Regions from separate parts of the Mus musculus genome. Here all the other regions are linked to region 5. The links are chromatin contacts, called in public HiCAR-type, HiChIP or PLAC-seq and promoter capture Hi-C maps. All regions are on one chromosome and are shown on one strand. Each heading gives the region's core, a stretch centred on a gene start, on an enhancer-like site or on the middle of the called end of the contact. The rest is flanking DNA. Distances are from core to core; before and after follow the strand shown.

What was found. Promoter capture Hi-C pulls out the DNA fragments that hold promoters and counts their contacts. HiCAR-type assays count read pairs that join an accessible place to other places. HiChIP or PLAC-seq counts read pairs in DNA pulled down with a chosen protein or histone mark. Capture Hi-C pulls out chosen DNA fragments and counts their contacts.
Region 1: a promoter capture Hi-C map of adipose tissue shows a contact between it and region 5, with 3 times the contacts expected there. The contact joins the promoter of Prorsd1 here to the promoter of Acyp2 in region 5. A contact is called at or near these places in 3 of 39 promoter capture datasets (the 3T3-L1 cell line and liver), 1 of 115 datasets of contacts at active chromatin or transcription factors (astrocytes) and 2 of 9 other capture datasets (adipose tissue and embryonic stem cells).
Region 2: a contact with region 5 is called in a promoter capture Hi-C map of pre-B cells, with 4 times the contacts expected there. The contact joins the promoter of Pnpt1 here to the promoter of Acyp2 in region 5. A contact is called at or near these places in 3 of 39 promoter capture datasets (HPC-7-derived erythroid cells, liver and pre-B cells) and 1 of 9 other capture datasets (liver).
Region 3: a HiCAR-type map of astrocytes shows a contact between it and region 5, with 4 times the contacts expected there. The contact joins the promoter of Ccdc88a here to the promoter of Acyp2 in region 5. A contact is called at or near these places in 4 of 39 promoter capture datasets (hippocampal neurons, liver and pre-B cells), 1 of 115 datasets of contacts at active chromatin or transcription factors (astrocytes) and 1 of 9 other capture datasets (liver).
Region 4: a promoter capture Hi-C map of pre-B cells shows a contact between it and region 5, with 5 times the contacts expected there. The contact joins the promoter of Cfap36 here to the promoter of Acyp2 in region 5. A contact is called at or near these places in 9 of 39 promoter capture datasets (the 3T3-L1 cell line, the C10 cell line, the HPC-7 cell line and 5 more), 1 of 484 Hi-C or Micro-C datasets (rod photoreceptor) and 3 of 9 other capture datasets (adipose tissue, liver and macrophages).
Region 6: a contact with region 5 is called in an H3K4me3 HiChIP or PLAC-seq map of bone marrow-derived macrophages, with 7 times the contacts expected there. The contact joins the promoter of Ppp4r3b here to the promoter of Acyp2 in region 5. A contact is called at or near these places in 3 of 39 promoter capture datasets (liver and pre-B cells), 4 of 115 datasets of contacts at active chromatin or transcription factors (astrocytes, bone marrow-derived macrophages, microglia and 1 more) and 1 of 9 other capture datasets (liver).
Region 7: an H3K27ac HiChIP or PLAC-seq map of microglia shows a contact between it and region 5, with 6 times the contacts expected there. The contact joins the enhancer-like site here to the promoter of Acyp2 in region 5. A contact is called at or near these places in 5 of 39 promoter capture datasets (hippocampal neurons, liver, pre-B cells and 2 more) and 1 of 115 datasets of contacts at active chromatin or transcription factors (microglia).

The regions. Positions count from the first base shown.
Region 1 is chr11:29,512,824-29,516,300 of GRCm38.p6, forward strand. It overlaps Prorsd1 (prolyl-tRNA synthetase domain containing 1), which reads right to left and starts at 2,210. Exons shown (of 2, transcript NM_026465.3): 1 at 2,094-2,210; 2 at 1-853. The coding sequence starts at 2,177. The coding sequence ends at 428.
Region 2 is chr11:29,129,206-29,132,847 of GRCm38.p6, forward strand. Pnpt1 (polyribonucleotide nucleotidyltransferase 1) reads left to right here and starts at 1,539. Exons shown (of 28, transcript NM_027869.2): 1 at 1,539-1,713; 2 at 3,640-3,642. The coding sequence starts at 1,553.
Region 3 is chr11:29,371,619-29,375,388 of GRCm38.p6, forward strand. Ccdc88a (coiled coil domain containing 88A) reads left to right here and starts at 2,040. Exons shown (of 31, transcript NM_001363368.1): 1 at 2,040-2,792; 2 at 2,889-2,989. The coding sequence starts at 2,730.
Region 4 is chr11:29,245,430-29,248,963 of GRCm38.p6, forward strand. Cfap36 (cilia and flagella associated protein 36) reads right to left here and starts at 1,843. Exons shown (of 10, transcript NM_025740.3): 1 at 1,586-1,843. The coding sequence starts at 1,700.
Region 5 is chr11:30,646,971-30,650,645 of GRCm38.p6, forward strand. Acyp2 (acylphosphatase 2, muscle type) reads right to left here and starts at 2,426. Exons shown (of 4, transcript NM_029344.3): 1 at 2,331-2,426. The coding sequence starts at 2,409.
Region 6 is chr11:29,170,829-29,174,286 of GRCm38.p6, forward strand. It overlaps Ppp4r3b (protein phosphatase 4 regulatory subunit 3B), which reads left to right and starts at 2,148. Exons shown (of 16, transcript NM_134034.3): 1 at 2,148-2,619. The coding sequence starts at 2,478.
Region 7 is chr11:29,494,713-29,498,461 of GRCm38.p6, forward strand. Ccdc88a (coiled coil domain containing 88A) reads left to right here. Exons shown (of 31, transcript NM_001363368.1): 26 at 2,631-2,714; 27 at 3,697-3,749. Among named protein-coding and RNA genes, the nearest start is that of Prorsd1, 18 kb to the right of the region's middle. Within about 2 kb of position 2,444, at least 15 of the 459 cell types and tissues checked have an H3K27ac peak or open chromatin away from gene starts, as enhancers often do. A contact at or near this core is called in microglia, where this site is marked.

The DNA of each region.
Region 1 (3,477 bases), core at 960-3,459, 1.1 Mb before region 5:
ACATAAATATCTTTAAGGTAAATAATAGTCTCCAAATTAAAGACACAAGAAATAAAAACAGCTGTCAGAATGAGTTTATTATGAATATTAACCAAATTGACTTTTGTTTGACATAGCAGCTGACTATTAGATGTTAGCTGGCCTAGAACTCAGAGATCAGCCTGCTCTGCCTAAAGTGCTAGGCAAATAGCATATGCCACCACACCTGGCTCCCAATCTTTTTTTTTTTTTAAGATTTATTTATTTATTTATTTATTGTATAGGAGTATACTGTAGCTATCTTCAGACACACCAGAAGAGGGCATCAGATCCGTTACAGATGGTTGTGAGCCACCATGTGGTTGCTGGGAATTGAACTCAGGATCTCTGCAAGTGCAGTCAGTGCTCTTAACCGCTGAGCCATCTCTCCAGCCCTCCCAATCATTTTTTAATCAAAGTTTAGAATTATGGGATCATGTCCTGTAGCCTTCACAAATATGAGAAAGTCTTCAGGACTTAACCCCATTGTTGCAGCATTAGTCATTGGGTGAAAGTACACTTTCTCATGTCCACCTTCCAGAAAAGCTGAATCCAAGACAAATTTAACATCTCCATCATCGCAGAAGAGTGACAAAGGTGTGGCACAGCCTTGACCAACTTTCAGTTTTTCTAGCATGGCTGTTTCATCAGCAAACCGAAGATTTCCACTCCCAACTCCTAACTGCTTGCCAAGATCATTTAAATTGATTTGTCTATCATGAAGAACTGTGACTAACCAATAGTTTTTCTTCTTTTTGTCTTTAAGAAATAAGTTCTTACTATGTGCTCCTTTCAGATGTTGAATATGAGGCATCATTTCTTCAATTGTAAACACCTGCAAAATATGCAAAAGAAAAAACACTGTAAATTGCACACATACATATCCACGGTTGTACATATTTTTCATGGTGGATGCTCTGAATTTAACTGGTATTCGTTATAAATGTTTTGATAGGGGTTGGGCCTTTTGGTGCTGAGGATAGGACCCAGAGTGCTATGCTTGCTAGGCAGGCACAATATCTCTGAACTAAAAACCTCAGCCTCCAAATACTTTAAAGGCCTGGTACCTGGAGTACTGGTACTTAGAGCTGAGGCCGAGATCAAGAATTCAAGAGTGCAGCAAAATCCTGGTTGGGGTTCAGGGGGAGCCTTAATCATCACAGTTGCAGACCTCAAGACCTCAGTTTTTGTTGGGCCAGTTTTCTATCCCAGTGGCTAACAAAGCCATCAGGTGCCTGAGACGCTTATAACTTTTGAACTTTGGCGTAAAATTTGATGACAGTCCTTAATATTTATCTCCAGAGTCCCAGACATTCACTACAAGGGCATCGATGAAGAACATAAGACCCCAGGTTAGTACATAAAGAACATTTTTTTAATGTTACAAGTACCAGTACTCCAGGGCCTTAAAGTATTTGGAGGCTGGGAATGTACACAGAATGTGACCTTTGTAAAAATGGGAAATAGTAAATATTAAGACAGGTGTTTTCTATCATAAAATGTGTCGTGCAAGCCTTACCAACCCTCATAATAGTTTCCACAAAAATTGTACATCTCCAGTGTAGGTCATGTTAAAATTAAGGTACGTACTTTTGTTTGTGGCACAAGCGGGAGCGGGCCAAAAGAGGAACTGTAGTTTTAAACAGCTCTCAGTGTGAGTGCTGAAATAAATTCGTGTCATCTGCAAGAGAAGTACGTGCTCTTAACCGCGAAAACAATTCTCCAGACTCAGGGGTTATATACTTTTTGTAATTATTTGGGAAATGATCCTTGCCGTGCTGCAGTGGTAACGACTGTCCAAAGAAGTAAAAAACCAAGCCACCTCAATGGCCTGCTGTGCCTTTGGTACCAGATACAGCCTAGGCGATTCTATAGGGTTGCCACTTATGTAGTGCCTTGTTCCTTAGTTATCTACATAACGTATCAGCTATCCAACCGGCTTTTAAGTCACGTCAGTCATCCCAGGACAAGTTTCCTCACGGTTGCCGCAGTTTTAAATAAACTTATAAGCCTCTGCTTGGACCCAATAAACACTCGCCCGAAGACCCTCTGCCTTCCTGGGGCCGCAGTCTCACCTCGGGATGCTCCACGACCTCCGTGCGAATGGCGAGGGCGCCGAGCCTCTGTTCTAACTCAGCCCGCAGCTCCGAGCCTGCCATTTTCCCCTCTACGTGGGCAGGCTTACCGGAAGTGCCACGGCTTCGGGGGCGTGGTGATGGCTGCTTGCTCCGCCCTGGCATGGCTCTGTGGCCTGACCCATCTTTGGGCCGCCGAGAGCGCTTAGCCACACCCCCAACCACCTGAGCCTCCAGTGCCGGGGTCGGAAAGCTCCGGGTTCCATTGCTCGGCCGCGGCAATGTGGCTTCATGCCTCAACAACTGTAGCTTGTGACTTCCGTCTTTCCGTTCTTTTAAATTTTATGTGTTATGGGCGTTAGTTACCGGCTTGCATGGTTGTGCACCACGTGTGAGCAGTGCCTGAGGAGGCTGAAAGAAGGTGTTCAATTTACTAGAACTGGAGTGATGGTGAGTCATGTAGGTGCTAGGAACCGAACTCGGTCCTCTGGAAGACCAGCCATCACTCCCGCATATTATGATATTAGAAAACGGTACTGCGGGTGTGGTGGCGCACTCCTTTAACCCAGCACTTGGGAGGCAGAGGCAGGCGGATTTCTGAGTTCGAGGCCAGCCTGGTCTACAGAGTGAGTTCCAGGACAGCAAGGGCTATACAGAGAAACCCTGTCTCGAAAAAAAAGAAAAAAGAAAAGAAAGGAAGAAAACAGTACTGCGACGAATTACAGTGGTCGTTATGATACTTATGGCCTGGAATTTGCAACCATGGTGGGACCACTTACTTTGAATAAGGTTCAAATTCCACATTAGTATTTCACTTAAACTTTGAAATTAAGGCTCACATGCAACATGAAACACTGATACACTCAGAGATGTTTAATATAAATTAATTGTATTTATTTGGGAGTGAAGATCTGAAAAAGAACCCCTCTTAAGACACAGATGGTATGCTTTTTCTCTCCCTCGGTGACACAAATAGAGCCAGATTAGAACATATTACATGTAGATAAAGGCAGGTTTACTAGGAGGCAGCTTTTGGGCGGGCTCATCAATCTCACATGTGGAAGTCAGTGAAGTCACTCATCTGGTCTTAAGAGGGTTTCACAGAGTTTTGGCAAGGAATGATGCCGTGCTAGCTAGGAGCTGGGATAGTGTCCATACATGGTCAAAAACTGAGCCCCTAAGCAGACACTCTTGGGTGAGTTACCATAAACACACCACATTAGCCAGGAGCTTTCTCTGCCTGTGCAGTAGAAGAAGGAGGGCAGACTGGAAAACAGGGATTTGTTCCAGCCTATGATTTACTCAGTATTGGAAGAAACTACAAAAGAGTAAGTCAGAGTTGTGTTTACAGTTTCACTCTGAACTCAGGATTTCAAAATTTTAA
Region 2 (3,642 bases), core at 289-2,788, 1.5 Mb before region 5:
ATGAGCCTATTCTAGGGAGACATGTCATCTTTCATGAAGGTTCAGTGTCCTAGTTCCCTTCCCCCAGGCAAAACGACACGGGAGCAGGTCAGGGTTGCTCTGGGTAAAAGCCTGTAAGCCTAAGAGCTAATCCTGTACATGGCTCCTTTACCTACACACTGGGGATTTGACCTCTATCTCCACTCTCATTAATATGGGTGGCCTATTTGCTCTTATTAAAAGAAAAAGGGGGAGATGTTGGGAGCCGCCCCCACATTCGCCGTTACAAGATGGCGCTGACATCCTGTGTTCTAAGTGGTAAACAAATAATCTGCGCATGTGCCAAGGGTATCTTATGACTACTTGTGCTCTGCCTTCCCCGTGACGTCAACTCGGCCGATGGGCTGCAGCCAATCAAGGAGTGACACGTCCGAGGCGAAGGAGAATGCTCCTTAAGAGGGACGGGGTTTTCGTTTTCTCTCTCTCTTGCTTCTTGCTCTCTTTTCCTGAAGATGTAAGAATAAAGCTTTGCCGCAGAAGATTCTGGTCTGTGGTGTTCTTCCTGGCCGGTCGTGAGAACGCGTCGAATAACATCAATGCTTTTATTTCCTTTTGATTTATGACTCAAAATTACTACTATTCTAATTATTTTAGAGTGACATTAGGAAACATAGACTCCTTCCCATTTTAATATACCTCTCCAAAACTTACAACTGAATGAATGGTAAATTATTCAAGGGGTTCTCAAAAAAAAAAGTTTTTTCTTGTTTTTTGTTTTGTTTTGTTTTGCTTTGCTTTGTTATGTTTGTGTCTAAGTGTGTGCGAGTTTGCATGTGTGTGGATACACCAGTGTGTGCAGGTGACTGGGCGTGTGTGCCTGTGTGCGCGTGCGCGTGTGTGTATATATATATATATATATATATATATGTGTGTGTGTGTGTGTGTGTGTGTGTGTACGTTAAGAATGTGTGGAAGCCAGAGGTTAAAGTACGGTGTCTTGCTTGATAGCGCTCTACTTATTTTTTGAGGTAGGGTCCCTTGCTGAACCTGGAGCCCTCAGGCAAGTCTAACAAGCCAGGATGATTCATGGATTCATTCTCAGCCTCTGAACGTTGGAATTACAGGTGGCCTTCCATAGACACAAACCTAGATCTTTAGGTAAGAACCAAATAATCGTGAGTTGTTCAGTATTTATTTACTGTTACATTTATTAAACACATTGTTCTAAGACTTTCTTTCAAACCGTGATAACACTAGCGCGCGCGCGCACACACACACACACACACACACACACACACACACACACACACGGCGCGGGAAGTATTAAAGGGCTTTCTTTAAATCTATACATTTTTTTTAAGGTAGTACTTATTTTTCACCGATAAGGGTGGGGGAATAAAAGCTGACTGAAAGAAACGCATTCTGGTGGTTTGACTCTGGCAATTACAGAAAGCCTGCAAGGATTGCTTTCCCGGCAGTTTGCAGGCTCCACGGAAACGAAACTGCGTCCGACTCCGCCCACAGGAGTGCTGGCCAATGAGGCGCTGCCCAGGCCTTCCACGCTCTGGGTGTCATGGCGGCCTGCAGGCTGTGCTGCTTGTGCCCGTGCCTCCGACCGCTGGGCTGCGGCCCCCTCGGCCGGCCCGGGCGGAATCGGGCACTCAGCTATTTGCAGATGCGAGCGTTGTGGAGCAGCACCGGATCCAGAGCGGTGACTGTAGACCTGGGACACAGGTGAGAAACGGTGTGAGTTCGCGGTTTTCACGCGGCGTCTGTCTTGTCCATTCAGCCCCAGAAGTCAAATCCCCCCCAGGGTAGGAATCAAGCAGCCTAAGTCTCTTAAGTTCTCTACTCCAAACCTAAGGTCGAGATTTCCTTTTTCCGGATTTAAAGTCTGTCTCCCTTTCCCAAGCTGGCCGCTGCCTTTTGCCTCTTCATCTTCCTCCTAGCCCTGCGGTGAACTTCCTGAGTCCTATTGCCTGTGCCCCAGACATCCTTTCTCTATTTTCCGAGACCTCGAGCTCTGAAGTAGGAAACCCTAGGTAATGCGTTATCGTTCCGTGCCCCAGGTCCACTGATGGCCGGTGTGAGCCGGAGATGAATGCCAGTTATAAGATGCACATAGTCCTGTTAAACCTGTAGTGAAAGTACAGTTACCATCCAACAAAAGGTCAAAAAGGCAAATTTCTCAGTTAACAAGACACACGGCGGGGGTGTATATGTGGATATTTTAAATAATAGGTTTTTTTAAAGCTTTTCCCTAAAGCTCTACTTTTTGTGGCAGGCCGCTGCCCCGTGTCCTCCCTTGGCATCCGATTACTCTTCCCATCACTGTGTTCTGCTTGTTCATTCTATCAATCTTCTTGTTTATGTTCATAGAGTATTTAGGTAGGCATTCACTCACATGGTTTGGCATATAGAAACTTCAGAACTCTTCCATTTATTCCCAAATGCCTACTTCCAAACCCCAGAGGCTAGCTATGCTATGGGTCCACTATGTATTTGGAGGTATTTTATACAATATAATATTGAAAAGTAAATTGTTATGAGACAAAGTAAACAACAACAACAAAACACCATAAACTTAATAGCTTTCTTGGAACAATCAAAATTACATGTAAACACCATAAACTTAATAGCTTTCTTGGAACAATCAAAATTACATGTACTCCCTACCCCCCAAAATCTTTCTGACTTTCTGCATTATTAGAATTCATTGAATAACATACTGTTTCAGTTCTGATATCGCAATTTGTCAGGTCGTTCAAATTTCCTTTGATATAATCTGGTTGTTGACAAACATGCTTTTATTCCACCATCAATTGCTAACTAATACCAACTCTCTGATTGCACATTATACTTTGTACACTAATAATATTTGTGTATTTCTATATATTTCTGTGCATATTAAAGATGCTGCATAGTTCAAAGATTTGAAAGACTTATTAGACTAGAGGCAAAGAGCTAAGACACATACTGAGAGACTACAGCTGGTAGTCCCATTTGGAGAGCAGCTGGAGGCCCATAGGGCCAAGCCAGAGGGTAGAGCTCAGCTAAAGATTGAGGGTCAGAACTGGGTCAAGATGGATGGACATATGAGTCTATTTTGAGTTTTTATTTTTATATGAAGTATGTGACCATCTCAACATCTTTGTTAAGTTTTTAAGCATTCAAAATGTTATTTATCAGAAGATAGTCTTTATTATTTTTAACTTAGCGTACAAAACACTGTTATATATCAGAACATGAAAGTCTTTGTAGTCAATATTCAAAAGTTTGTATTTTTTTCCATAAAGTAATAGAGAAATTTTAAAATTATTTTAATAGGGAAGAGAACAGTTTGTGTGTTGGGTTAATACAGCCAACAAAGCAAGGGACGATAAGAGACTGAGCTGAGTCATAAGATGGGAGTTAATAGTTAGGAATTCCGTTTTCTCCCTACCATACTTCCTTCTCCAGATGCATCTTTTGCCTTGGTTCTCATTGTCTTTAAGCTGCGCTTAAATCTCTTGTGCTTTTGATGGTCACAACTCCTACTTACTCTTTTTTTCTCTGACAATTGGGAGCATTTCATTCTTTTTTTCCCCTCGATTCTCCAATTATTTTTACTTAGCAAAGACTTGTACTGGTATCTTGTATTACATTTTTCCTTTTAAACAGAAA
Region 3 (3,770 bases), core at 790-3,289, 1.3 Mb before region 5:
AGGTATTGGAGCTCCTAAAAGCCATGCTTTCATATGGGCGTCACCTCTCCCTCTATACCCCACTTGCTAATCAAAGAACTGTGATTAAGGAAGAGTCAGCAAGAGCAAAAGAAAAAGACTGTTTATAACCAGGATGACTCAGGATTTCTGCATAGGCCAGGAAAATTCGAGGCTATGCTCTGTACTACATGGATTCAGTATAATCCGAAGTATGATGATTTTAGAAGGCCTTTCGTTTGCAGATACTCCAGAAGCAAGGCATTTTTTTTTTCTCCTGCAACTGAACTCAAGTAGAGGCTGTAGTGTTCCAAGTTGTTTATAAAGATTAGAATTCCGGGGAATAATGACCACAATGCTACTGCTTGCAGTAGCAGATCATTTGCAATGAACTGCCATCTCATGGGTCTTTATTGTTTTTTCTTGCTTTACATGGGAAGAGAGGGGCTCAGTAATGTGTCTAGGTTCACACAGCTAGTGAGTCTTGCTATCAGAAATCCTGAAGGTTCGTGCCCCACGTTGGACGCAAACAAACTTTTGCTGGGCGTGGTGGTGCACATCTTAAATCCCAGCACTTGGAAGGCAGAGGAAGAGGCAGGCAGATTTCTGAGTTCGAGGCCAGCCTGGTCTACAAGTAAGTTCCAGGACAGCTACACAGAGAAACCTTGTCTTGAAAACAAGCAAACAGACAAACAAACAAACAAAAGAAATCCTGAAGAAATTGTGGTGTTTAATTTAGTATATGATAAAACATGTTTACTGTTACCTTAAATTATGAGAGATGGAGAGATGACTCAGTGGTTATGAGCTCTGGTTGCTGGTGCAGAGGACCAGGGTTTGATTCCTGGCATCCAGTGGCTCATGGCTGCCTCTAACCTCTGTTCCAGGGAACCTAGTGCCCTCTTCTGACCTCCACAGGAACCAGGCACATAAGTGGGGAAGAAACATACATCCAAGGCAAAAATTCATACAATCAATGAAAAATAAAACATACAAAAATAGATATCATTAAACATATGAGTAGTCAAAGAGGATAGGTACTTGTAAGCACTGTGCAAACATAAAATGCATTGTAATATCACAATACCATATTGTGTTTGGAAAAAGATGTTTTCTATTCCATCTTATCCTGGACATGCTATGGGTATGAGGAAGAATAACATTTAATTTGCTGTGGAACTGTCATATTTTGATGGGCCCTCTAGTACATAAGATAAATGATTTTTAACAAATGTTTGTCACACAACTTGGATGATTTCTAAATATTTTCTCTTGTGGCTCTCAATTTGGATTTTTTTTCCCAGTGACCAAGAAGTCAAAAAATAATGCCTGCATCATGGAAACTCCAGTCAGGAAATCCCATGTTGAAAGGCAGCTTTGGTTATTCTCGACTCTTATAAATATTTCATATATATATAATATATAAATTATATAAATATATATTATATCTATAAATATTTCATATATATATGAAAAGACGGGAAAACAAAAACAACCTCCATCCCCCCAAGATGTGCTTTTGCTTCTTGCTGCAGCTTTCCTAGGCCTTTTAGGGGGCGAGAAAGCATGTTTAACAGAGCAAATCAAAGTGTCCGAAAGAGGATGTCTGCACCCCTCGTGTTTAAAAAAAAGATGGGTTTCGTTCCTTTTCCTTCACACATGAAAGAAGGCGCTCCAGGAGGAAAGAAACCATAATTAGACATGAGCGAGCAAGCAGACAGACCCGGTTCCTCAGTCTTGCCCGGTTCCTCAGTCTCGCCCCCTACACCCTGGCATCCGTCCGGGGCGCGGACTCGACGCGGGCCCCCGCCGCAGCTGCATCGTCCGCGCGTCCACGCTCCGCCAGAATCTGGGCGGCGGCGGGCCGGCCGGGGGCGCGCTCACGCGGGAGCGCGCTCTTGCAGCGGTTTTCTTCTCCCACAATCCAGAGGTAGAGGCGCGGGAGGGCGGGGAGTCGGCGGAAGGATACTGGCGCGGAGGGAGTGGCGCGCTCGCCCGCCAGGCCGGCGGCGGGTGTGCTGCGGCACTGCGGTTCCGAGGCCGTTACCCTAGCTCCTCCAGAGGGCGGCGGAGGAGGCTGGAGCGCGGCAGCGGAGCGTCCGGGCGTCGCTGAGGCACACGGAGGCTGGCGGGGCTCCTGCAGCCGGACGGTCAGGGACACGCCTCGGTGCTCCGGACCCCGGCCAAGGCCAGGGCGCTGAAGCGAGCGCGAGGCCGCGGAGGGATGCTGAGCGCCTGGAGAGGGGCGAGCCGCGCCTGAGGCTGTGAGGTTGCGGGCAGACGCTCCCAGCTCTCGGCGCCCGTGCCCACTGGCGGCCGGAACGCCCAGAACCGCTCGCCCAGGTCCAGCCCGGCCCCCTCGGCCCCCACGTTGGGCTTGAGTTCTTGGCGGCCGCTGCGCTGGCCGGCTCCCCCCGGGAGCGGGGCAACCTTGACGGGCTTTTTGTCTCGTGCCCCGGCCGCTCTCCGCGTCCTCCTCCTCCAGATGCCTTTTTTCTGCCCCTCCTCACCGGGTGCAGACTGCCAGCATCGGCTGCGGCTCAGCGCGGGATTCGGGCTCGTTTCCCCGGGGGGGCTAAGGAGGGACAGCTCTTCCCCTTCTTCGATGGGATTTTCCTCTCCTGCCGGAATGAACTTTCATTGATTCCGTCTTCTACATTTACTGACCAATTCCCTGGGCGTATTTGTGGTACTTCCTCCCCCCGCCCCCTCCTGAATATATAATCTGTAAAATGGAGAACGAAATCTTCACTCCCCTTCTGGAGCAGTTCATGACCAGCCCCTTGGTCACTTGGGTAAGGAAGATGTCCTTTATGGTATATTTGGCCGTGTTATTTGTGGCTGCAGAGATGGAGGTGGGCGTTCACGTCGTGATAATCCTTCTGTTCTAGGTTAAAACGTTTGGACCTCTGGCTGCAGGAAATGGGACTAACCTGGATGAGTATGTGGCTTTAGTGGATGGGGTATTCTTGAACCAGGTCATGCTCCAAATGTAAGTGTCTTCTTCTTTCTTGGTAACTTATATTCTTTGAAACATTACATACTTTGAACTTAGATTTCACGACTTAATTTGGTTCTTTGGCCAGAAAAAAAAAAATCAGGTAGTTTAATTGGATCTTGGAAGGAGCGGTATTCTTATGTGCCTGCCCCATTTATCACAACCAAATAGTTATACCTGTTAAAATTGGTAAACTTTATCCGTGACTTTGCCAATTCTGTTTTGTCATTTATTGTCTTGACTGCTGAAATTCAAACTACATTGTGTCATCTTTGGTCATTTGGTAAAATGACGGAGATAGAGAAATCTTGTCTACCACAGGGAAAAGACTTAACTGAAGTTATATATGTGGAAAGATATTTATTAACCTTTTTAGTATAAGAATAAGTGGTTCAAAAATGGAAAGTGGTGAACTAATATGTTTCAGAAGTGAAAAATTCAGTTAACATTACAATTGGTCAGGAAGACTTTGTAGCAAACAATTTAAATATCCAAGTTTGATTAGATGGCTTATTGTGTTATTGATGAATTATTAAATTGTTTAATATTTGAGGAATTGTTTAAAGGTATTTTGAGGTTTATAAATAACTGAAGTCTTGAGAGCTGGGTTAATTAGTTAAATCTTTTGTTTGTAATACTGAGCATCTGTTAAGTAGGAATGGGGTTTTTGAGCTAGAAATTGAATATTGAAAGCATATCAGTACTTAGATCAGAGTAATACAAATGACTCCATTTTATTGTTACGGTATTGTAGTGCAGATTCATTGTGAGTACT
Region 4 (3,534 bases), core at 593-3,092, 1.4 Mb before region 5:
ATATCTATCCCCAGTGTCTGCTCTAAGATAACTCAGTGAATACTGAAAGGTTAATATCACAGAGCTGTCCAAACTAATCGTTAAGCATTCTGAGGCAGAGAACAGCACATTGGCAGCCCCACATCAGTGAGGTATAAAGTTATTCCAAGTGTTCTGACTTCAATTCTTTTTACATTGCATTTGGTCTCTGTGACACTTCTCATGCATTCAATACAAATACTAATTCTTTTCAGTTCTAAAACTACATCATTGTGGTGTGTTTGTAAGCCCTAGCTTTGCTTCTCTGTAAAAATGCACAATCAGCTGTTACTACCGAGATGTAGCCACTCTTGACACCTGTGGATGGATAGAAGGCATACCATACCCCACACAATTTCTATTAAGGATTTAGTCTCAAAAATACATGAAAATCAGTGGGAGACATAATCCCTCTTGCAGGAGGCCAGGCTATCCCCATGATTCATCAACCTTTTAACAGCACTCTAAATTCTACAGGAACACAAGTCAATTGCTTTGCTTTCTGATCCTTCATAAAAGCTGCCTACCAAAACACTTAACTCGTGTTTGAACTTTAACAGTTAGAATAAAATAAAAGGTTCAGTGATCAAACAACATTCTTTCTTTACTAGATTCATAGAATTTTGGGTTTGAGAGAAGTCTTGCAAGACAATTCAGGATAAGAACCCTCTGTTAGCTGAATCTCAAACAAGCTGCATTGCAGTACAGTCACTGTCGAGTGTATGCAGATACTTCAAATGCCTGGGAACCCATTAACTTTTCAAGCAGGCCACCTCATCCTAGAAAAGTGTATAAAAGATTCCCTTCACTGAAATGTGTTCTCTGCAGCTGTGAGTCAGTATTCACTCACCCCAGCTCTATTGCACCGATCTTTACAAAAAGTCTGTCCCCCTAACCTAAGACACAAGTTCAGACGATATATATTGCTACCCTCCAAGTATTGCCTAGGCAAAAAAAAAAAAAAAAAAAAAACCAAGATAAAGGTTGGATAGGACATCGTTTGTGATTGCTTCTCTATGAACAGAGTCCAATTCGTCTTATGAACTCGGATATGAGCGTGATATGAACCGATCAGAAAGCACTGATGCTGGTCCTTCAAAAGAATGCCACATTTGTATATCTCGTTTGTTAGAAAGCTCTTCCTCCCCATCGCCTGCTTTGGTCCTGCCGGAGTAATCGAATGCCCCCCTTTGCAGATAAAATGGCCAGAGTGAATTTGTCATTTCATAGGCTGAGTCCACAGGGCGACATCTCAGGGGTCAGAAGGAACTCGAAGAAAAACGACGTTTTCCCCAAATAACTGAGGAAGATGCTGGTTACCCAAACAGTCCACTTGCGCGGGGTAGAAAGATACGGGGTGAAGTGACAGGCCGAACATGGGATTAAAGTCTAATGTCTTCAGGACAGGCGCTCGGGCAGAGTGGGTGAAAAGTCTTGGTGAGCAATTTCACGTCTGCAAACAAACGAGCCACTCGGGAAGGGATGTACGTAATTCCTTCTACAAAACTGTCCTAGGCCCGGCAGGCAGAGACAGTAATATTTGGCTTGTTCACAGTCTGGTTCTTACCTTCGCATTTCTGCTCCACAAAGTCCAAGATGGGGATAGACCAATCCGGGCCCCGCAGGAACCCAGCGATGCTCTCCACCACCCATTCCACTTCGTCCTCTTCTTCCGCAGCCATCCCGCTCGCACCCGGCGACGCGGACGCCTAGGCCGGATTCCCCCAGCCCTGTCTGGCCTTTCGGCCGCAGGAAGCGACGGAGAATGCGGGCAGCAAGGTCCCCGCAATCGCCGGGCCCCCAGGTTAGACACCACAAACCAGTTAACGTAAAATGGTCGCTATGACAACGTACGCAGCAGCCCGGAAGTGAGGCCTGAGTCCTGAGCTCCTGGAGGGGGGGGGCTGGATTAGGAACGTTTCCTATTGGCTAGAAGAGAACGGGGCAAACGATAGCCCTCCACTCATTGGCCCGTAGTTGCTAGGCTGAGAGCAGACGCGCGGGCATTGGCTACTGCGCTTAGAGACGGCGTTCGCGCTCCCGTGTGCGCGCGGCCCGTCTCAAAATGGCGTGCTGAAGGCGTGGCTTCCCTGAGGACCTCCTCCCACCTCATCCCTAGCGGTCTTCAGACCCCCTGGCCCTTGAAAACAAAATTGAGAGAAATATGCTCTGTGAGGTTTACTGATTGATTCTGCAAGCCGTTTGCTTGCTGTCTAAGGATGGGTCTAAGCTTAGTTAACAACAACTAAAATTAGGACAAGTATAAAATCAGTTAATCTCCATTTAATTAGGCTTTCATAGACAGTATTTAGAAAGTATCAAGGTTGCTCTCTTCCTACTTAAGAGCCAGAGGACTCCCAAGAATCTTATAACTAGATGTGGTGGCCTACACCTTTAATCCCAATACTCCTGATAGCCACAGGCAGACAGACCTGAGAGTCCCAGGCCCACCAAGGCTATATAATGAGAGTGGTGAGGAGCTGGAGGAGCAGACTCTACAACTTCAGTTTCATGAAAGTGGAAGTGGAGGACTCAGTGAGAACCAGAGGTGACTGTGTGTTGGGCCGACAGCACAGTACCAGGTCTGGTTGAGGGCAGGAGCTACATACAGCAAATGTTCATGGAAAGCTCAGGAGGAACTAAAGGGGTATTAGAGGCAGAGGACCCTGAAGATCTCAACGTTTCAGTGGTTCTCAACCTTCCTAATGCTGCAGCCTTTTAATACAGTTTCTCGTATTGTGGTGACACCCAACCATAGAATTATTGCATTGCTACTCCATATTGTAACTTTACAACTGTTGTAAATCTGGTGTGCAGGATTTCTGATCCGTGGCCCACAGGTTGAGAACTATTTCAATATATACTAAAGCTGTTGATAGAGGACCCAGCTCTCAAGTCAGCAATTAGTATGTTAGCTAGTTAATCTTGTCTTCTGTCCAAGAATTTCCTTATGGACGAAAAGGTCATTTCTGTGGGGATTTGTCTTGTCACCTGTCTCATCATTGAAGTCTCTGAGGACCACAAAAGCTGCTGAGCCACAAAAGTCATCAAAGGGGCTCCAGGCCCCTCCTTGCTGCCCAGCCTATGGCTCCTCAGGAGCTGTCCAAAATGGCGGTATCACAACATCTCAGCCTACAGCCATCATAAGAGCCGTAAGAGTGGTCCACAGTGGCACACTGCTTTTCTCACCTCATCGGGAGCTGCCCCTCAGGAGCTGTTCATAATGGCCACACTTTTCATGCCTCAGCCTACAGCTTTCATGAAGCACCACTGCAGAAGCTGTCCACCGTGGCAGCACCTCCTCTCTAGCCCCCCCCACACACACACACACACACACCACACACACCACACACACACACACACACACACACACACACACACACACACAAACAGCCCCACAGAGATGGAGCCTCAGGTAAAGCCAGCTACATCCAGGAAGGACTTCTCACCCTAACCCATGGGCCCGATGAAAGGAAAATGGGGTGAAAAAAAGAGCCACCAATTCCTGAGCCACCC
Region 5 (3,675 bases), core at 1,176-3,675:
CCAACAATGACTGCCTATGACTGAAAAGTCCAAGAATACAGTAGTTGCTCAGACCACAAGACTAGATGTCTCAGCTGGTCTTCAGTATACACCAGAATCACAAAGATCACAAAGAATCACTCTAATGCCAGTGAAGGAATGGACTTGCTAGCAGCCATTCGAAGGCAAGCAAGAAAAGACAGCAAGCTTCCTTCTTCCATGCCCTCCCTGAGAAGGCAAGGCCCAGATTAGAGGTGGGTGGGTGTTTCTACTCCAAAAAAATTGAATTAAAGATGTGTCTGATCATCTCAAAGATCAGGATTAGAAGTGAATCTTCCCACTTCAAATTAAGCAAAACACCTCTCAGGTATTCTCTCCATTTTTAGGTTTTAGTTAATTCCAAACATGGTCAGGTTACCAGAGTATCAAAAGTACTAACCAGGCTCAATACCACTTAGCCATGATTCCTAATATCCTTTCTAAAAGTACAGACTCATCAGTAACTTTTCAAATTTTCTGCTTACTCATGCAGTCTTTCCCACACCTGACCTAACAGTTGTCTGCTGTGATCTTCCTACGTCTCTTTCCACAGCAAATCTCTGAAACAAAGGCTCATTATAAACACACTTTCATCCATCCTTAATCTTACCCTGTATACATTGCCACAAAATGTAAAATATCAACAGAATATCAAAATAAAAAGATAATATTCTTCCTCCCCCTTTAGACAAGGATCCATTTTTAAAAATCCAGTTTTCCCACTTAGAAATAAATTTCCAATACAAACTCACATTTAAAATCTACTAATGGTTATCACTAAAGCTTATTGATAAAGGAAGTTAAGAAAAGTATCCCATAGTATCCCCCCACCCCATGCACACACACAACAGCACATCTGAGGTGGGATTGGGGATGGAGATAAAAGAAATTCTCATGCATACCAAACAATGGAATAAAATTATGTGGAGAAGGTAGAATGGAAATCCGACTCAAACAGGAAGTAATATCCTCGTTAAAGGGCACACGCCTTTAATCCCAGCACTTGGGAGACAGAGGCAGGAGGATTTCTGAGATCGAGGCCAGCCTGGTCTACAAAGTGAGTTCCAGGACAGCCAGGGCTATACAGAGAAACCGAGTCTCAAGCCCCCGCCCCACCCCCCAAAAAAGAGAAAAAATAAAGAGAAAAAGAAAAAGAAAGAGAAGGAGGAGGAGGAGGAGGAGGAGGAGGAGGAGGAGGAGGAGAAAGAGGAAAAGGAAAAGGGAAAGGGAAAGAGAAAGAGAAAGAGAAAAGAGAAAGAGAAAGAGAAAGAGAAAGAGAAAGAGAAAGAGAAAGAGAAAGAGAAAGAGAAAGAGAAAGAGAAAGAGAAAGAGAAGGAGAAGGAGAAGGAAAAGGAAAAGGAAAAAGAAAAAGAAAAAGAAAAAGAAAAAGAAAAAGAAAAAGAAAAAGAAAAAGAAAAAGAAAAAGAAAAAGAAAAAGAAAAAGAAAAAGAAAAAGAAAAAGAAAAAGAAAAAGAAAGGCATTATTTTTATGTTGAAGACCGGAACCTGCATTACAGGCTTATAAGGACTAGCTCGTCCTTGGTCTGGTACAGAGCAGAGCACCCATTCCAGGGCTTGGTGACTATTAAGCAAGCACTCTACTGAGCTACATTTCCAGTCTCAAAAAGTTTTCTTCTTTTAAATGGATGATATACATTAAATAGTTACAGTATTTATACGCCATTAGATAATTTTCTCAAGTGTATAGACCAGCCTGGTCTTGAACTCAAATATCCACCTTCTTCTGCATAAGGACTACATGCACTACTATGTCAAGTTGCGTTAGAAAAAATTAAAAGAATGTTTTAACGTTTTAAATTACAAATATAAAGATTTAAAGTAAGTCAGACATTATATTCTATGCATCTATTTAAGCTTATAATCAAACAAAAATTTTAAAACTTCACTTAAATGGCCTGGGAGTGTACTTCAGCAATCTAGTACGCAAATGTAAGACTGTGCATAAATATATAAGGTTCAATCTCCAAAACCCAGGAAGGAAAAATTGCTAGCTGGAGAGGGGCTACAACCTCTGACAAAGTAAATCACCCAGTATCATTCAGGTACCCTTGCTTTTCTGCCGCACTTAGGCGTCCCCCACCCCCATCCTATAGGCTTGCAGCGTCCTCTTCGGGAACCCAGGGTGACCTCCCTCCGCCCCGCGCTAGCCCGTTCTCCCCGCCCCGGGCTGCTGTGTCATGGCTGAGCGGAAGTCGCTGCCTCAGTGAGAAGAACCGTCCCTAAAATGGATGGCATAAGCTTCCTCCTCTCCCTCCCACGGCCTCGTCTTGGCATCCCAGGTCAGACCGTACCTTGCACTGTCCCGAACACTTCGTAGTCCACAGACTTGAGCAGCTCGGTCATGGCGGCCAGCCTTCTCCCGAGCAGCATTAGCTGGGTATGTGGCGCGGAGACTGCGACAGCCGCCAGGGGAGGAAGACTTATGGGCTCTGGGACCGACGCCCAGAAGCCAAGACAAGAGCGCGCTGGGTCATGCGTAAGAAGATGGCAGATGACCGTTGTACACAGTGAGGGCGACGGGACACCCGGCGCTCGGGCTCCCTAGCAGGGTGCTCCCTCTCTGCGTTCCCCAGGACCCGGTTCTCTAAAGAAAACGGAGGTCGGGCATGTGAGGGGATTAAACCAACTAATATCTACCCACCGACGTTTATTTGACACAAAAAAGGTTTTGTTTTGTTTTTTCTATAAGGATGAAAATAAGAGGGTGACTTGTTGAGAGGACAGAGCGGGTAAAGTCTAAGTGGGTAGAGATGAGAAGGATAATAGGGGGAAAATTACCAAAATTCATTATATGCAAGGATAAAATGTCAAAGAATTTTTAAGTTTTAGGTGATTTTATATAGGTACACTGTAAAGAATACATAGTATACCCATGGGTACACTGTAAGGAGATTAATTCAAGCTAATTAACTTTCATCTCTGATTTCATTTAAGATTTCAACGATTTTAAATATATATCATTCTTAACTATACTCACCATTGTGCAAATATATGATAATCTCCACTTCATATGAAGAAAATGTGTGCCCTTGAAACAATATCCCCATTTCCAACATCCTGAGGTGGACATTTGAAATGAAGGACCTGCTTAGCTTAGTGGCACAAAGGGTATTTGGTCAGTGTGCTGGCTAGTCTTGGCACAAGCTAGAGTAATCTTAGAGGAGAGAACCTCAAGTGAGAAAATGCCTCCATAAGATCTAGCCATAAGGCATTTTCTTAATTAGTGATTGATGGGGGGGTGGGGGAGGGAGCAGTGGAACCCAGCCAGTTGTGGGTGATGCCATCCCTAGTCCAGGGATCCTGGGTTCTATAAGAAAGCAGGCTGAGTAAGCCATGTGGAACAAGTCAGTAACCAGTCCCCACCCCCACCCCACCCCCCATGCCTCTACATCATCTCTAGGTTCCTGCCTTGTTTGAGTCCCTATCCTGATATGTACAGTGCTGTGGAGGTATAAGCCAAATAAACATTTTCCTCCCCCAAGCTGCTTTTTGGTCATTGTGTTTCATGGCAGCAATAAAAACCTTAACTAAGACAGACAATGAATCAATTCTGAAATGTTCTGACGGTGCCAAATCTGTGGTGATTCTGAGATAAAGTTAGGCTTGATCTTTTCATTCAGGCTGATGAATCTGAAA
Region 6 (3,458 bases), core at 898-3,397, 1.5 Mb before region 5:
CATTTGTATTGTAATATAACTATATAAAGTATTATAGTAATATAATCCAAAAATGATACAAATTATTCTGCAGGACCTTATAGGTTATAAGCAAAACATATGCCATTTTATATGAAAGACTTCATCATACAGATATTGGGATGGATTTGAGTCCTGGAAACAGTCATTTAAATCATCAAAAGACAACTACAGTATATTTACACACACATTTGCACATGCTAAACTATTTCTAAAACAAAATACAGCATAAAACCTAGTGGAAAGAAAACAATGTTCAAAAATTACTTAACATTTTTAGATGATGATAGCAGCATTAAATCAAATGTACAAATGTATAGGACACACACCAAGGAACTGCCCCCAGTCTAACCTCACACACAGTGAGAATGAGAGGGGATCTAGTGGGGAGTGATATAGTCACTGTTTTCTGGAGAATAGCGGGAAGCGGGAGCTGAAGAGACTTACCTTGCATTGCAGAAGTTCTTTGCCATTTTAATTTTTTCACATATAAAGGTATTACTTGTAAAGATCAAGGACATCAGGGGCTCATTTGGGCTACAACCTTTTGGAGTTGTAGTTTCCTTGTAAAAGACTCTGGGGGAAGGTATGGCTATGGCACAGTGATGCTTCCAGACTACAGCATAAGCTGGATGGACCCTGACCAAAACATTCTACAGAGAATGCTCTGGGCACCTGAAATTTCTGTCCTAAAGGCTGAGTGGGCTTCCAGGATCTATCCAGTGCTCTTGCCAACGTTCTTTTCTCCTTTAGAGTGGGCAATGAAAAGGATGCTTAGACAAATCCTTGGGTGTCCTCTAACATTGGGCTAAAACACTGACTCTGGAAAGCTTTCTATGGCCTTCCCCAAACAAGTCATATTTTCCCTGGTTCAAAGTACATTTTGTCCATATCAGTCACAGATTATCAGGGACTTATGTATAGTGATTCACGTCCTTTTATCATAGGCAGAATCCTGTTACATACCATAGGCTGCAATTTCCATATGCAGTCGTTACAGGCAAATGACAGCAGACCAGGCTAATTTTCTTGGTCCCTCATACATTTAAAGAATCGCAATGATAGTTCAAATTTTGAAATCCTTTTCAATCAAGCGACTATGTACATAAGACACCCTTTTAAACATGAGTTGCCGCCTAACCTCGTCAAATCATAAGCACACTTTGACAAGCATGGTGATGACTACAACTCCCGAAATACACCGCGGGATCAACATGTGCACCTGCCCCGTGTTCACCTTTCAGGTTAGAGCCAAGAGTTGAGGGACCATATAAGAGAACGGAGAGGCGGCAGAACTACGCTGGGAGCGGATGCCTTCGGGCGAGCGTCACGCTCTGAGCGACGTTAACTTCACGCTGGAAACCGTTCTTGCGGCACATGAAGCTGAGAGCTCCCCGAGGATTGTGAGGCTGTACGCCTGTGCTTGCCTCGTCGCTGCCGCCGGTCTCTCTGAACCTTTTAATGGTCCGTGGTACCCGGCTAACGGAAGAACGCTTCGGCGGGAAATAGGAACTGTCAACGCGTTTGTGGAACATTAGATCGCCCACTGCTCATCGTGGCCATGGAACACCTTCCCGGCAGAAGCCTCGCAGATTCTATAACGGATTTTAGTGGGTGAAGGCTCGACCTCCCATCGTCTTCACGAATGACTCGAACACCCTCACCCCGTCTCAGTCCTTTTCGGGCTGTCAGCCTGAGTCCCTACACTTGGCTTCACTCTAGTCCTGTGCACGCATTCGGACTTCTCAGCCTGGCTCTGTTCTGCTGAGAGCAAGTCCAGAGTTGACAACCCGCCACATGACCAACATCAGCCCTACAAATCCCGAAGAACAACTCGGCAACTCCATCGCCAAGGCAACCTTCTACACACGCTTCCTCCCGGCGCAGGTAGAAAAGCTCGCGGGACTTCCCCGCCCAACTGAGATTCCCGAATCAGGAAGCGGGGCCGAAAGAGGAGGAAGTCCCTCCTTGGCCGGCTCACCTCGGCGGCGCACTCCTCGCGAGATCGCCGAGGTCTGACTCTCCGGAAGTGTGTTCGGAGGTAAAGGTACTGTGCGTTGGGCTCGTCGGCCGCCGTAGCCCCTGCTAGGGCAGCCCGTACGAACCTGCTGGAAGAGGAAGAGAAAGGCAGAGAGTCGGGTTACAAGATGGCGGATCTGTAGTAGTAACCGCGGCGGGCGGCGGCAGCGGGAGAGCGAGCGAGCTCCGGGACGCAAAAGGAAGGGAGAGTGGTTGTGCGCCGCGGTGAAGGGAGGGGTAGCGGAGACCACGAGCGGAGGGCTCTCGGTGGCTCTGGTCACCCCTTCTCGCGGCTAAACCTTTAGAGCCATGGTAAACTCGGGCCTCTCCAGAGTCGCTGCCACCACCGCCGCTGCCGCCACTACCGGCTCTCAAGAGTGAGGGATACCGGCGAGGTGAGCGAGGAGGTGGCGGCTGGAACGGTGGGGCCAGAAGCCACCATGTCGGATACACGGAGGCGAGTGAAGGTCTATACCCTTAACGAAGACCGGCAATGGGACGACCGAGGCACCGGGCACGTCTCCTCCACTTACGTAGAGGAGCTCAAGGGGATGTCGCTGCTGGTTCGTGCCGAGTCCGACGGTAAGGGTATTGGAACGGTGGGGTAGGGGATAGTGCATCGGTTGCGGCACAACCTGAGGGTTAAGCGCTGCGCTCCGGTACTGTATTCTGACTAGCACCACTAGGGACAGCGCATTGGTCTTGAGCCTGCCCTTCTTTACGATAAAAACAAACTGCTGGGCCTGGATTTACTCTCTGTCAGACGTGAACTCGCAGTTCTCCGCCTCCATCCCTATTGAGGATTTGACTCCTTCTCCCCCCCCCCCCACCCCCCCATCCCAACCCGGTAGTTGAGGTTTAGAATGTATGAGTGGGAAGTCAGTAGAAGACCAGGTAGGAATATCGCCCATGAGATGACCCCCGACTCCCGAGCCGCTTTAGGTACAGTCCTGTCGGTTGTACCTATGTAGCATAAAAGGTTTAGAGAAACTCTGCCTTAAAAACAAGTTTCAGTTGTTCCAATCGCCAGGTGCTGGGGAAAACTAAAACGGACTTTCTCTTGGAGTTACTACAGACTGTTGCCACGAAACACACAAGCACGTACATATTTATTGATTGATCCCTCCAAGGCTGCCGTTGTAGGGAGTGAAAAAGTGGGTTCCACAATCTCGGCAAGTTAGAAAACTAAAGCGGACTGTGAAGTTGTATTTGTTGATTGCAGAATTCATAGAAACCATTTTAATATTAAAAACTGACAGCCATAATAAAAAAGCTACTACTTATATATACTCAAGAGCTGCCCAACTGGAACAGCTAATGCATTCAAGAAATAAAAGAATAGCAATCTTAGATCATTTTGGGCAAATGTTGTACTAGTGCAGAGTCCCTCATTAGGAGTTAAGAGGCATTTATTTCTACAT
Region 7 (3,749 bases), core at 1,194-3,693, 1.2 Mb before region 5:
ACTTGAAAAACTATAAACTCTGATCACACCATTATCAGTGTCACTAAGTTTTAAAGACATACATGTAGCCAGATGTGGTGATGCATACCTGTAATGTCCGTGATGGGGAGAGTTCAAGGCCAGCTGGCTACATAAAACCCTCTTTCTAACAAACAAACTCCACTATTCTTTTGAAATAAAAAGTAAGCAAAGCAGCCTGTGCTTCCCTGAGGGGTTGCCTATCTATGTGGCTCTCAAAATACTCAAAAAATTGGTACAAAGTATGGCCTTGAGTGAATTATCTCTGAAAAGAGGTAGTGTTTGCTCCTGTAGCATATTTTTCACAGAACAGTTTTAGCAGCCTAGATAGTCAATAAGTACAAAAAGTACAGATGCATATACAATATACATAATAGTCTCTCGAAACAGTATAATTCTTTAGCTTCACATAGGATGATTATTATCTAGGATCTTTTTCCATCTAGCTTTGTGTCCACCTAATTGATAAATACTGATGTGGAAAGATCATCAAGTTTTCCTTTACAGGTGGCTAATAAGTCATTTGTATCTTCTACCTTTAAACACAATCTGTCATCCTATTAAGAAAATGTAAAGTGTATCCTTAATTATTTTAACTTACAGGAATATAGTTTAGACACACACATATACAGTCTTATTTTTTATGTCATTCTGTCTGTCTAAAGTGTAAGTCATTATTTCTTACTCCATCCTGGAACATTCGGGATAAAAATCAGAAGAAAACAATATTCTCTTTTCCTACAGTTGTTCAACTTTAGATTTTGTTTTTAAATAAACACAAAACTCAACAATACTAATATTACCTTGATCTAAGTATCCTTCGGGAAAAGAACATTATATGTCTCCAAACATAATTGCCGTGAGAGGAATCACATTCCTGGCAATTTTAAAATTCTTTTTTTTCTGCCCATTTTGGAAGAATGTCTGTCTGTCATGTCAGTAAAGCAGTCTTTGAAAAACAGCTGAAAACAGAAAAAGGAAAAAAAAGAAACGCATCTACATATGACATGTGCATGCTGCAACCACTCAGCTTTGTTTTAGCTCAGTGTCCATTTTACATTGTTTTGATTCATTCCTGTTTTGTCATTGAGAAGAGCTGTGTTTACCAAGCATGAAAAGATATGTCAAATTAAAAAGCTTAAATGAGTCATGACTCTTCCTTACAGAAGTCAAAAAGTGGAAAGCTATTTTAGCTTGCACATCGTTCAGTGGATACTTCCCAGTTTATCAAAACAGGAACAAAAGCGTTGATTATTTACACGCTGATGACAGTTTTCTGAGAAAGAGTTGTTAAGGTTGTGTATGTTTTCATGCCTAAATGTATGGATTTATGTTAAGTCACAGTAAGAGATAGCTTAGTTTTTGTTCTAATGATTCCTGTACTTGAGTAATAATCCTTTAATTCACAAAACAAAAATTTGTGGAGTGCTTCATTTTTTTTTGTTTACATAAACCCACCCACCCACCCTATGGGCCCTTCAAAATATGTGCCCTTATAAATTTGTTGTTTATTAGTATGTTATTTTATGTACATAAATGTTTTGCCTGTCCTTATGTCTAGTATCACATGCATGCTTGGTGCCCTCCTAAGCCAGAAGAGGGCATTGGACACCCTGGAACTAGAACTACAGACAGTTGTGAGCTGCCATGTGGGTGCTTGGAATTAAACTTGGGTCCTCTAGAACAGCCGGTGTTAAGAACTGCTGAGCCATCTCTCCTGGCCCCAAACATCTTTAAATATTATGTTTCCCTTCCATTTTGCGTTCTTTGGGGTTCATTTTTTTGTTAGCTTTCTCAGAACTTAGTGCTAACACTTATTGCTGATGTCAAACTATTCTTTTTTCCTCCTCTAAATCAACTTTTTGGAAAATGAGCCTAATATACCTGCTATTTAATCTTTAGGAAGACTTGTTGAAAGAATGTGTATTTCCACAGTGCTGCTAAACAATGCACTAGATTCTAGTTTAAATCAGTGTTTCCTTTATTGAATATTAGGAGACTAACAAAAAAATTTAAGGGTTTTTTTTTTAGTTTATTTTGCTTTAAATATCTGACCACCATAATTTTTAGTTGATATAGGTATATTACCTATATGTAAATATAGATATACACATATATATTATTAAAATTTTCCAGTGGGATATGGATTTACCTAACCTTTTTTTTAAAGAAAGCCTTTAACTTAAAATGTTTAAATACAAAACAAAACAAAAGGATGGCCTGTGAACTTTGTAGGACTCATCTCTTATAGTATAAACCACCCATAGCCTAATTTTAAAAGTTTCCTTTTACAATTTAACTAGGGAATTTGGTTTCTCCCTAAGTAATTGTAATCAGTTCCTGTTTTTATAGGACTGACCGTAGCCAGTGCTCTCAGAATACATGTTCCTCATCATTGTCTTCAGTGCTTTCCGAGTATTTACAGTACCAGGGTGCATGCTTCCTGTCTCACTGCCTTCAGCAGCATGAGGGTATTAGCCGTAATGTAGCATACATAGCTGAGACCAACATTCATTCCTGTCCTTAATTTCAACATTTAACTCCCATCTGTTCTTCTCCCTTTTTTCTTTCATTTCCCTGTTTCTGTTTTTCCTCATGCTCTGACATTAAAGTGGTTGCACTGAAAAGACTGCCCTTTTTGAGGAACAGACCGAAGGATAAAGACAAAATGAAGGCCTGCTACCGTCGTTCCATGTGTAAGACTTTATGACAGCTCAGCTTCTTTCCAATGACTACACTGGCTTCCATCACTAATTTCTCACTAACTTTCTGTGGACTGTACTAATTTCCTATTTTGCAAAGTGCAGTCTTCCTTTAATATGAGGAGCTGGAAGAATATTTTTTCAAAGAAGGCATTGAATTTGCATTATATGTATACTGCTCATACATATATATGCATATGTTTAGTAACTCATGCAATATACTTGTAAATTTCCAGTGCTTTCTTAAAACTGGAAGAAACAAACAAACTTAATTTTATATGCCATACAGATTTTCTCCCCAAAGAAGTTTACTTAAGGAAAAATATAACAAACCCTTTAGAAATAGGAACTTATTTCCTTAATGAACCTAATTAAATAAATGAATAAATAAATAAATAAATAATAAAGTGGCCTATAACCCTTGAAAATGTTTGTCATTCTTTATGTAATAAATAATCTTGGCTTTCTCTTTTGAAGTGATATGGGTAATGATATATTGTTACTTTGAGTATCTCTTTCAGGTTTTTATTTATTGGTAAATTTACTTTTTTTTAAAGATGATTTTATTCAGTAACCTGCTCTGACCAAGGACTCTCTTGTTTTCAGTAATGAAACTGTGTAAAATTGCTCTCCATCTTATTTCATTCCATTTTTGTCACCACAAAGCTGCATTTGAAGGCTTCTAATGATATTTCACACCATAGCACAAAAGCATGGCAATTGTACATAGTAAAATTCCTTTCTGTCTTTTAAAGGCAGTTGGGGCGTGGGTGTGGGAAGAGTATTGAAAATCCATCAGCCTTTGGCCTCATTTCATTCAGCTGAATGCATGTCATTACTTAAATGGCTTTATAGTTACAGTCTTGGGCCCATTTGCATTAATTCATAGACAAAACCAGATCATTTATAATACAAAATAGAAATAAGAGCCAGTCCATTAATCATGCTGATTCATTTGCTCTCATTTGCATCCCAGCCATGAATGACCTGGTGCAGTCCATGGTCCTAGCAGGAGGACAGTGGACAGGT